Regions from separate parts of the Mus musculus genome. Here all the other regions are linked to region 3. Evidence: chromatin contacts called from public Hi-C and promoter capture Hi-C data. All regions are on one chromosome and are shown on one strand. Each heading gives the region's core, a stretch centred on a gene start, on an enhancer-like site or on the middle of the called end of the contact. The rest is flanking DNA. Distances are from core to core; before and after follow the strand shown. Region 1 has its middle 25 kb from the start of Plrg1. Region 2 has its middle 28 kb from the start of Dchs2. Region 3 holds the start of Map9 (microtubule-associated protein 9).

Region 1 (3,227 bases), core at 403-2,902, 720 kb before region 3:
TAGCCCTGTGTCTTAGGATTTCCATTGCTGTGAAGAGACACCCATGACCAAGGCAACTCTTATTAAGGACAACACTTAACTGGGATTGCCTTTCAGGTTCTGAGGTTCAGTCCATCATCATCATGGTGGCAAGCATGGTGCTGGAGGAGCAGAGAGTTCTACATCTTGTTCCAAAGGCAAACAGGAGAAGGCTGGCATCCAGGCAGCTAGGAGATGGCTTTCAAAGCTCACCCACAAAGTGACACACTTTCTCTAGCAAGGCCACACCCACTCCAACAAGGCCATATCTTCAAAGAGTGCCATTCCCTGGGCCAAGCATATTCAAACCACCACACCCTGCTACTATCTAGAATATATTAAATGGGTGTTGATTTAAATGGGTTTTTGAAACTGTAGGCATGTCATAAAGGCTTTTGCAGAAATGCTAAGGGATGAGAAAGAACTCCATTGAATGAGGGTAGCACCGTGCCTCCGGCTGGGGTCCCAGACTAAATATAGCGGAGAATAGAAGTTGAGTCGCAACCTTCACCTCTCTCTGCCCCTTGTGAATGTGATGAGGTCATCCACCTCATGTCCCTGCCTCCATGTCTTTCCTACCATAACGATCTGGATCTCTCTACACTGCAGGCTCAAATCCTCCCTCCCTTAAGTTGCTTCTTGGTAGAGGTTTGATCACAGCAACAAGAAAAAAAAATAACTAATGTGTCAGGGAAACAGACAATAAAAAATAAATCTGTAAAATAAAAATGACATAACAGGCCTGAGAGTGTGTCTGGGAGTGCTTTCCTAGTATGCATAGATCAATCCCAAGGACTCATAAAACAGGACACTTGTAATTCCAGCATTTGGAAGATAGGCAGGAGGATCATACATTCCAAGTCATCTTTGACTATGTAGCAAGCTTGAATTCAGCCTGGGACACAACACACACATACACACACACACACACACACACATACACTAACACAGAAATATACACTCACATTCACACACAAACTTACGAATGCACACACACTCACACACGTGAACATATACACAAACGCACACTCACATATGAACACTCACCACACACACTCATTCTCACACACACACTCACATGCACATACACAGTAATCCTGGAGAAAAATGAAGCAGAATTAAGAAGTTGTTTTGGGTTGTTATATGCTTGGAGTGAGAAGATTCTGATTTTAAAACGGGTAAAACGTTTGCTTTCTGTCATTCCTTCAACTAAGAAAGAGAATTTTAAAGTTCTAATTTTTACTAAATTAAGCCCAAATAGGCAGTTCTTACAAATATCTCTATTTGGTACATTAAAATCATTAGATAACCAAGTTCCAATATATCTTGCAAAACAGATTTGTTTATTAATATTACAGAATTGCAAAGGAACTTAAACACACTGCTTAATCACTTGTCTAAGGACAGCTGTACTGACGGGCAATTGACAAAATGTGTGCATTGAACGTGTATGGGATTTGGTCCATATACACTGTGAAGTTATCAATATAATTACTATTTCCATCACCTGAGAGATGTTCTTCTAGTGTATGTTTTTTATATATGAGTGTTTTCCCTGCCTTCACCTGTGCACCATGTACATGCAGTACCCACAGAAGCCAGAAGAGGACGACATATCCCCTGGAATTAGAGTTAGAGACGCTTGTAAACTGATATGGCTCTTGTGGAAGAGGAACCAGATACTCTTAATCTCTGAGCCATCTCTCCAGCCCCTAGTCACTATGTGTGTGGTGAGAACTGCGAAGATCCGAAGATCCGTTCTCTCAGGCGACTTCAAGTGCACAGTACGTGATTCCTAGCACTCACAATGTGAGCACATACAGCCCCAGGGCTTTCTCATCCTGACACCTTGGGCAAGCCCCTCCCCCAGTTCCCATTTGGCGGCCCTTCCAAAGACTTCAGAGCACTTGTGTACACGCCGATCAGCGAAACTGAAAGGGGTAATTTCATACTTGGCAACAAACTGCACATGCCAGAATTGCTCAGCACTTGACATTTCTACAAACAGAGCTGAGAACATACATGAAAGAACAAAGTCAAGAGAGAGGAAGAAAAAAAAAAAAACCAAAAAACTAAAAACTTGGCAATCTGTTACATGGAAGGCATCCATACATTTGAAAGCAATTATTAAAGATCTGACGGGTTTTGGGGGAGGATGGAAAGTTGAAGTTGCTTCCTAGAGAATGGAAGGACGGCTCAGTGGTTAGGGGGTCATCTTGCTCTTGCAGTGGACAACAGTTTGGTCCTGAGGACTCCTATCAGGCAGCTCGCACCCATCTGTAGCTCCAGGTCCTGGTGGACTTCACACCTCTGGCTTCCTCTGGCACCTACACTCACACAAGCCCACACACAGACATGTAGACACACATAATATTGCATCCCAGCGTAATCAACCGCTTCAGCTGAAAAACTGACAACATAAAAGGAAAAAGGAAGAGTGAATCTCCATTGTTGTCTTTCCATTCTTCATGTTCCCTGGTGACACAGCACCATAAAGAAAGGCAGCGGCAGCGTGGGTAGGAAGAGCAGCTCAGAGGGACGGTCCTTGCAGTCCTGAAAAGGTGCAGCTAGAAACAATTAAGTTTGGTGCATTTTCCACTGTTCCAGTTAGCACCAAAACGCATAGGCAGATATGAGCTATGAAATACAAATTGTAAGTGTGGTGAGTTTGCATGTGAATGAAGGGCTTATATTTGCATCTAAATGAACACTGCATGATGGAAAAATAAATGTTAAGATGCATGCTAATATTTATTTATTTATTTTTATTTAAAATTTTAAGTAGCACACTCACACACACGAAAACAGTATCAGGAAAAAAGGGGCAAAGCTTTCTGCTGAAGTGCCTACTGCTAATGGCACCTTCTGTCTGATCTGTAAACAGCAGGCCTTGAATTTTCATTTTGCTCTGAGCCATGTAAATTATGTAACTGGTTTTAGTTTTAAGTATTATGTGCTGATCTATGTAACCTCATGGGGGTCATGCCAGGCATACAGCAAGTGTTTTGTGAGCATTCATTTTGACCGTTATTATCATGACTAATGTATTTAGAAAGGCAAAATAAGTCTGCACATTACTAGCAAAGACATCAGCTACAACAGAAATGTTAAAGAGGTGGTTTGCATGAATAGCTCCTGCTTACGTGTAGTTCATGAATGGATACAATATGCCCTTTATGTAAACCCAAGCTTTTGCCCATTTTCTAAAA
Region 2 (3,404 bases), core at 572-3,071, 740 kb before region 3:
CTGTGTAATAAAAATACACTGGTTAAAAACACTGGTAGTTCATGTGTGACAGGAGCACACTGGCTCTCCTGGATTCCTGAAGACACTGAGACCTCTTGTGGTAACTCGGCCATAGAATGCTCACCACATGAGGGAAGAATCCTTGTTCCTATCCCCAGCAACACTCACACACATGAGATGTGTATAACATGTTTGCAGAGAGAGGAAGACACTAAGAAACTGATTTTTAATTTACTAATTTAATTTAATTTTAATTTGGGTGTACTGGGGAACCCAGGGATCACAGGATGGAAAGACACCCGAAGTGTGTCGAGGGCCACAGTGGGGACTAGACAATGGGGATGGAGGGTGAGGCCTCCTGGCTCAGCCCTTCTGGAAGTACCTGGGACAGAGACCTCACCCTCCTTCCCAAACCCAGCACAGGGGAGAGAACATGGGGTCATTACCTTGTAGTTCAAAATCCTGGCAGTTGGTGTTGTGGCACTGCTTAGTACTGGAGAGATGCGGGCTAACACCCACACACTCCAGAAAAGAAACAGACAGCCGGAAAACAAACAAACAAAAACAAACACGCCGACAATCTTATTTAGAAACTCTCCTTCCTGGTCGAAAGCCCAGCACTCCCTGACACTGCCCTGGACCTTTCCACAGCACAGAGCTGGGCTGAGAAATAAAGTTAGTGATCACTCAGGAGGTGGCCTGTGGAACTAAGGAGCCGGGGTCTAATTGTATTTTATTTTAATTTGGTTTTATGTGACAGTGTGATACGTTTTTTTAAAAAATGTAATTTAGTTTTCTGCTGCTGCTTTCCAGACTTGCAATCCCTAAAGCCCTTGGGATGGCTGAGGTGATGTGTATGCTAATGAGTTGACTCCACTGGTGGCTCAGGACATCCTAAAGATGGATGCCCGTTGCCAGGGAAACCAGGATTTGAGGTCTGGCACTCCAGCTCCATACCCCTGCCCTACCTGAACCTGAGGGACCTGAACCTGAGGTTGACCTTGACGCAATCAGACCATGAAACCCCCACAAAAACACTTAAAAGCCACAATTCAGTAGGCTTCCGGGCTGAAGAGCTGTAAGGATTTCAGGGATACGGGATGAGCCTGGTGAGGTCCCTGAAGCCTCCCACCCCTTTCCACCTTTTTCTCACAGATGGCAACCTGCATTTGTCCCCTTTGTAATAAACTGACAATAGGGTCAGTAGACCACTTTCCAAAGTTCTGGTTGATGCTCTGGTAAAGGTGCAGACTTGAGGGGAGTCTCGGGGCATCCTCTGTGCAGCCATGTCAGACAGAAACTCTGGCTAACTTGTGACCTTTTCTCAGTTAGCACCTGAAGTTGGAGGTGGTCTGAGGGACTGGAGCCCTACCAGTGAGATAGGAGACTATTTCCAGGCAAATAAAGGCAGAGTAGAGTAACTTAGCATCTCCCCTCTGTCAGTGTCTGCACAGGCTTGCTTGTTCTAAGGGGGAAAAAAAATCCACACATTTCAGTGACAGCAGAAGACATGAGCCAAAAAAAGAGAAAAGAATGTTGTGAGATATTGTTGTTGTTTTGTTTTTCCTGAAAACCATTTAGGGTCCTGTGGATCTCTAAGCTTTACTATGTTAATGTTGGGGTTTTAGAAAGGGCAAGTTTCCAAGGGAATGAGAGAAGAGACTCCAGGCACCAGGCAGAGGCATAAATAGGTGCCTCATTTGACCTGGCTGCTGACCCTGTTTGGAGTCTTCCAGGTCCCAGAGGCCAGCACTGGGAGAATGGGAGTGAGCGAGGACACCTCTTCTGGCTCCCTGCAGGCTCCGGAGAAGTCCGCTCTTTCCTTTGTGTCACCAGAGTCTCTCCCTTCCTCCAAAGGGCTTTCTGACAGGGAGAAGGGTTGGTTGCTAGGAGACTGAATTGCCTTTTCAAGTAGAGTACTTTAGACAGAAACAATTCGTGTGATTTTCTTCCTTAGTAAAATGAAAATCGGTGTAACATTGGCGGGCGCTGCTTTGTGTGGACGCTCTCTACTTCTCTGTGTATTTGGTTTTGCAATCACGACTCCTTTCATTTGCTTTTCCCACTGCTTCCCGCCGCCCGCAAGAAAGACAACAAAAACCGATTGCTCTTTTGGTTGTCTTTTATAGAGAAAAACATTCCCAGGCTTGTTCCCAGGCAGGGCGAGGTGATATTTAGCCAGCTTTGCTCCCTAGGGAGCTGGAGTAGGGGTGAGAAACAAAAATAACAATTCAATGGAATTGAAAATCACAGACTGACACCTATTAAAACTTATTGGTTTTGCGTGCACCGGCTTGTTTCATGCAGCTATTTCTTACTTTGATTTTCTCGAATTTGTAAAATCATGCTGTCTGAACAGATCATGTAATGCGTGAAGAAGCTACAAGTTAGACAAAGTTGCTGACTTCCAAACACTGATCTGTTACAGGACAGTAAGAGCAGACAGGGTGACACCGCTGGACATTTGAGTGGTCTCTCCTAAGGAGAAGAGGGGACGCAAGAGAGAGAGAGAGAAAAAGGAGCTGTGTCAAATGAGAGTTCCCTTATAGTCAGTAAATGCCATGTCTTACTTTCAGTAAATGTCCGTTAAAAACAAATATTAATAATGAGAATAAAGACAGTAGCTTAGCCAATAAAGTTATTCCAAATTCCATAACTTTTGCTTTTAAACCAAATTGTAGTATTAAAAAAAAAGCTTCTAGAGTGCCATATTGTTTGTGAAGGTCGCCGATGTTGACAGCCTGAAGCTCAAGGACTTTCTTTGAACATTTGAGCAGTAGGAGAGTCTCCAAGACAGGAGAGGGGGCTTTCCCTCCTCTCCCCACTTGCCCGCTATCTCAGAAATCTGTCTCCTTTCTGTTCCATTTCTTATAACATCTTTGTTTCATCTGTGAACTACACTAAGTGCTTGGGGGAACAGAGAAGGGGCCCTGGTGCAGGCTCGCATGGAAACAATGAAACAGAATGGGCCGAAGGCATCTGTACCACCAGCTCTCAGCTTGAAAGTGGCCACAAGTCCCATTTAGAATCTCTCATCCTCCGCTAATTAGACTTGCTTCTCCTTTAAGTGCCAGCATTCTAAAGAGCATGCCGTTTTGTTTCTAGTGTAGTTTAATGCTCTTCTCTTTTAATTAACGGTAAGAATTCAATTCTTTGGCTCAGCAGCAGGAGACCTGTGATCCTGTAAGCTGTAGCTACAGACTGAGAAATGGAAGGTAAGGCTGAAGGGAAAATTATTTTAAGATTATCAAGATGGAGAGTCCATTAGGATTAATGAGTTCTATAGTCTTGGGGTCCATGTTACATTGTTTGCTTTATACAATATCTCTTTAAATATATATTGTGTGCATGCAAGTACCCAAGGCCCATTTCCCCTGGAGCTGCAGTGAGAGTCACCTGGCTAG
Region 3 (3,726 bases), core at 64-2,563:
GTGACGCTTACGACAGAAAACCAAAATCTAAAGAGAGCCAAGCTCTGAAGTCGCTCTTTGGCTTGCAACTTAGAAACCAAATATTGAAGACAGGATCCTACAGAGAGGGGTGTTTCAATACTGGAGCCCAAAGTTGACAGATGACCTACAACACACTAACAGTGAAGCAAGAACTCCTCCCACGTCATGCCAGATCTTGTGAGAACCAGCAAGGGCTAGGCAGCAGCATAATCAAAACCAAATGCTTTGCAGCGTTTTACCTGAAAGGAAGTTCTCTTGGTAGCCTTTGGACTCTTGGTGTACGCCAAAGTTGTGCTGAAGATTTCATCGGACATGGTGTGTCCTTTTTCTCTGCTTTTATACAACAGTTAATAAATTACTGAAATAATTCATTCAACCTCTGATGGTGGCTGAAATATACATATAAATATTTTAAAGAATTAGACGTTTTTACATGATCAAGACACTGTTCCTGGGATTAGTGCCCCACAACCCCGCTCCAAAGAGAAATCGCTCTAATCATTGTACAATATATTCACCTAAAAACGTTAAGAGCGTTTTATGTTAAGTACATAAAAATTTCACAACAAATTGGTTTTCACGAAAAGAAAATCCATGAGGAAGTTATTACTGTTCTACATCCACTAGAAGGATGAATGAACTACATAATAACAAAATGTTGCCAAACAATTTCACTTTCCATTATTAAAAACACACAGCATTGCGGACGCCACCACGACTTAGTTCAAGCTGCAACCAAGAGGACTGTCAAGGTTCCCAGCCCCGGAAATGGCTTGCACATAACAGTATTCAAAACGATGCTTAACCACAAGCAGCAGCGACATTTTCCCAAACCATTCGTTTGCTGTTACACACACATCTCCACACTAAGTTGCAGCACATCAGGCTTCCAGCGCGCGACGTCGGAGGCCCATTTGGATCGCCGGCCACCGCCCAGAGCTCCCCGGGCTGGCCAGGCGGCGTCCGCATCCCAGCTCCGCGCGGCTCCCGGCCCAGCACGCGCCAGGGCCCCGCACACCCAGCACGGTCCCCTCCGTTCCTCCACGTACCACGGCCCGCGCCTCCTGCATCCACCCCGCTCCCCGTGCACCCGGGCCCCTGTGACCACCTGAGAACCCAGCGGCTATGCTCTAGCACAGGTGTCGCCCCCGGCCCGGGCCTCGCGGTCTGGGAAACCAGGTATTGGAATAACCTGGAGGCGGGGCAAAAGATGGAGGCAGAAGGCGGTTGCTAGGCAACAGCGTCCCCGGGAGGAAGTGACTTCCAACCGCCTGGTCTCTTGGGTACCCAACACCGCCTTTCCGCCGGCGTCGCTGGGACAACCGCACAGACCAAGGAAGTGACATCACTGGTGGAGGTGTTGGGAGCGCGGTGCCCTATCAGCTTGTGTGCAATGGCTGTTACCTAGGAAACAAGACCGGCCCTCTGCCATCACGCCACAAGGAACCTTGATTGCCCCTGCTCAGAGTCCTTGTTTATAGGCAGGTATTGCGTGACCACGATGCAAAGCTTCCTTTTGCTAGTTAGAACGTGGAATGCGTGAGTCAGTGCAGTGTCAGCGGACTCAACAGAACGACGTAGTAGTGACGTTTGCAATCGTCGGAGTTAAACTGCACGTTTGATTCTTGGAATATGCAAAATAAGATCTCTATGATTTGATAAGAAACTAATAAGACTGTCTCCTTAAAGGATTGCAGTGAATACCGAATACAATATATAGCGAAATATTGGGAAATGTTTAGAATCGCATTCAGTTAATATTACATAGGAGCGTTTCTTGTAAGTAATGCAGTTGGGGGGGGGGGGGCGGAGGAGGAGGAGGCAGAGAGTAGGGGTAGGGGTGTGTGTGCTAAAGTATCCCATAAGCACACACAGCCCAGAGCCTGTTTTACATCTTTGGTGAAAAGTTTACCCTTTCTATATTTAGTAGATAATCTGGTTAAAAAGAAGTCAGCAAATAAAACACAGGGGAGAAGGCTGGAAAAAGTACTGCTGACAGTATCACTATCTTTGCCATTTAATAATTTATTAATACACAAAACACTTAAACTTTTAAAGTTACACAGACTTCATCTATTTTTAACTTGAAAAAGGTATGTCGAAATCAATTCATTAACAAGTGACTAAACTTGTTTCTGTATCTCCACAATGTTTCTTTTAAAAAATAACCCTGACAAATAGATCTTTAAATACACAAAAACAAATATGAAGTTCAGTGAGAAAAAGGTTTCTAAGTAATATTTGCAATAACTCCTTTAAAAAGCCTAGTTTAAGTTTTTCAACTTGTTCTTGGTTGGTAAATTTGTTTTGGCTAATTATGTTGTTTTTAACTATTTTTAAGTGAATATCTGCATAAGGAAAAGATTTTCTATTTTCACCAGTTACTGTTAGCTTTTCTATCCTACATTTTATTAACATCTATGATTCTGATAAAGGCCCTGTACCCACGGCGGGTACCCAAATGGGAAGAACTAATTTTTAGATAATGTGTAAGGGCTCTATTCATTTGGTATTCATTTAACTGATATAACTTTAATGTAGGCATGACTTACAAAAATAAACTTACAACAACATCAATGATAGAGAACACTGAGTTCCCAGCTACCAATAGGGCCGGGTTGCACACAATGGGAATGGGTTTCGGATGGTTGTTTGCCACAAGCACAAAGTGAGAGGCTCTAAAGAGAATTCTTTCTAGCAGCAATTCAGTTGTTACACATGTGAGTTTGAGTTGAGTACTAAGTATGGGAGAGAAGGCTGGACCTGAAGTCCAGTATATGGACCCACCTAACCATGGTTTTGAGTGGCTCAGCACAGGAACTGCTTTTAGTTAGTGCTCAAGATAATTTACTGTCAGTGATTCTTCAGGTTGCCTTTTGGTTTTGGTGTGTGTGTGTCTTTGTGTGTGTGCATGTGTGCACCTGCATGAGCACCTGTGCATGCCTGCATGTGTTTGGGCAGGATATAGGGTAGACGAAGACCCCTTTTCATATCACAAAGAAATTGAGATGTGACTTTTATTCAGCAGTTCCTAATCCTCGCTTAGCACAAAGTTAGTTGTTCTGTGGCTTGTGGTACAGGTTAGAGATCAGAAAAAATTGTTTAAAGGAACAAGGGTCTGTGCTCACAATCATCATGGGAGCAGTCTATGGGCACTGGATGGTATGCTGTAAGACATGAGTCCCCACAGCTCTTGCAGGTTGAAGGCTGAGTTCAGATACAAGTTGCAGAATTGTGGGGGGAAGGCACTGTGGCCAGGGAGAGACTCACAAAGGGGAACATCAGAGTCACAAGGAAAGCCACCTCATTGTAGTGATCTGTGGTGACTTAAGTGTATTTTTTTCTGTATGTGGGAAAAACTTAACATCACTATTTGAAAGAAATATCAACATTATCAAAATTAAAATGGAGTCACTTTGGTCAACCTTAAACTTAAAAGCAAATAATGAGCCAGGCAGTGGTGATGCACGCCTTTAATCCCAGCACTTGGGAGGCAGAGGCAGGCAGATTTCTGAGTTTGAGGCCAGCCGGGTCTACAGAGTGAGTTCCAGGACAGCCAGGGCTACACAAAGAAACCCTGTGTCAAAAAGACAAAACAAACAAAAAGCAAACAATGCTTTGATGTTGTGAAAGAAGGTGTCTGCATGGTTGACTGATACCACTAAAGATGGCCATAACCCTCTGCTTCAGATGTCACCCAGACCA

The links. Promoter capture Hi-C pulls out the DNA fragments that hold promoters and counts their contacts. Hi-C and Micro-C count contacts between places; a contact is called where the count stands out from the background.
Region 1: a Hi-C map of the G1E-ER4 cell line shows a contact between it and region 3, with 3 times the contacts expected there. The contact joins the enhancer-like site here to the promoter of Map9 in region 3. A contact is called at or near these places in 5 of 39 promoter capture datasets (embryonic stem cells, hippocampal neurons, liver and 2 more), 1 of 15 datasets of contacts at CTCF or cohesin (large pre-B cells), 9 of 484 Hi-C or Micro-C datasets (B cells, CD8 T cells, the G1E-ER4 cell line and 3 more) and 4 of 115 datasets of contacts at active chromatin or transcription factors (astrocytes, embryonic stem cells, stem cell-derived neural progenitor cells and 1 more).
Region 2: a promoter capture Hi-C map of hippocampal neurons shows a contact between it and region 3, with 2.4 times the contacts expected there. The contact joins the enhancer-like site here to the promoter of Map9 in region 3. A contact is called at or near these places in 4 of 39 promoter capture datasets (embryonic stem cells, hippocampal neurons and liver), 1 of 15 datasets of contacts at CTCF or cohesin (large pre-B cells), 2 of 484 Hi-C or Micro-C datasets (the G1E-ER4 cell line and liver) and 2 of 115 datasets of contacts at active chromatin or transcription factors (astrocytes and stem cell-derived neural progenitor cells).

What each region holds. Positions count from the first base shown.
Region 1 is chr3:83,079,371-83,082,597 of GRCm38.p6, reverse strand. No RefSeq gene overlaps it. Among named protein-coding and RNA genes, the nearest start is that of Plrg1, 25 kb to the right of the region's middle. Within about 2 kb of position 1,652, at least 53 of the 459 cell types and tissues checked have an H3K27ac peak or open chromatin away from gene starts, as enhancers often do. A contact at or near this core is called in the G1E-ER4 cell line and trophoblast stem cells, where this site is marked.
Region 2 is chr3:83,097,363-83,100,766 of GRCm38.p6, reverse strand. No RefSeq gene overlaps it. Among named protein-coding and RNA genes, the nearest start is that of Dchs2, 28 kb to the left of the region's middle. Within about 2 kb of position 1,821, at least 71 of the 459 cell types and tissues checked have an H3K27ac peak or open chromatin away from gene starts, as enhancers often do. A contact at or near this core is called in astrocytes, hippocampal neurons and stem cell-derived neural progenitor cells, where this site is marked.
Region 3 is chr3:82,355,659-82,359,384 of GRCm38.p6, reverse strand. It overlaps Map9 (microtubule-associated protein 9), which reads right to left and starts at 1,313. Exons shown (of 14, transcript NM_001081230.1): 1 at 1,130-1,313; 2 at 261-410. The coding sequence starts at 335.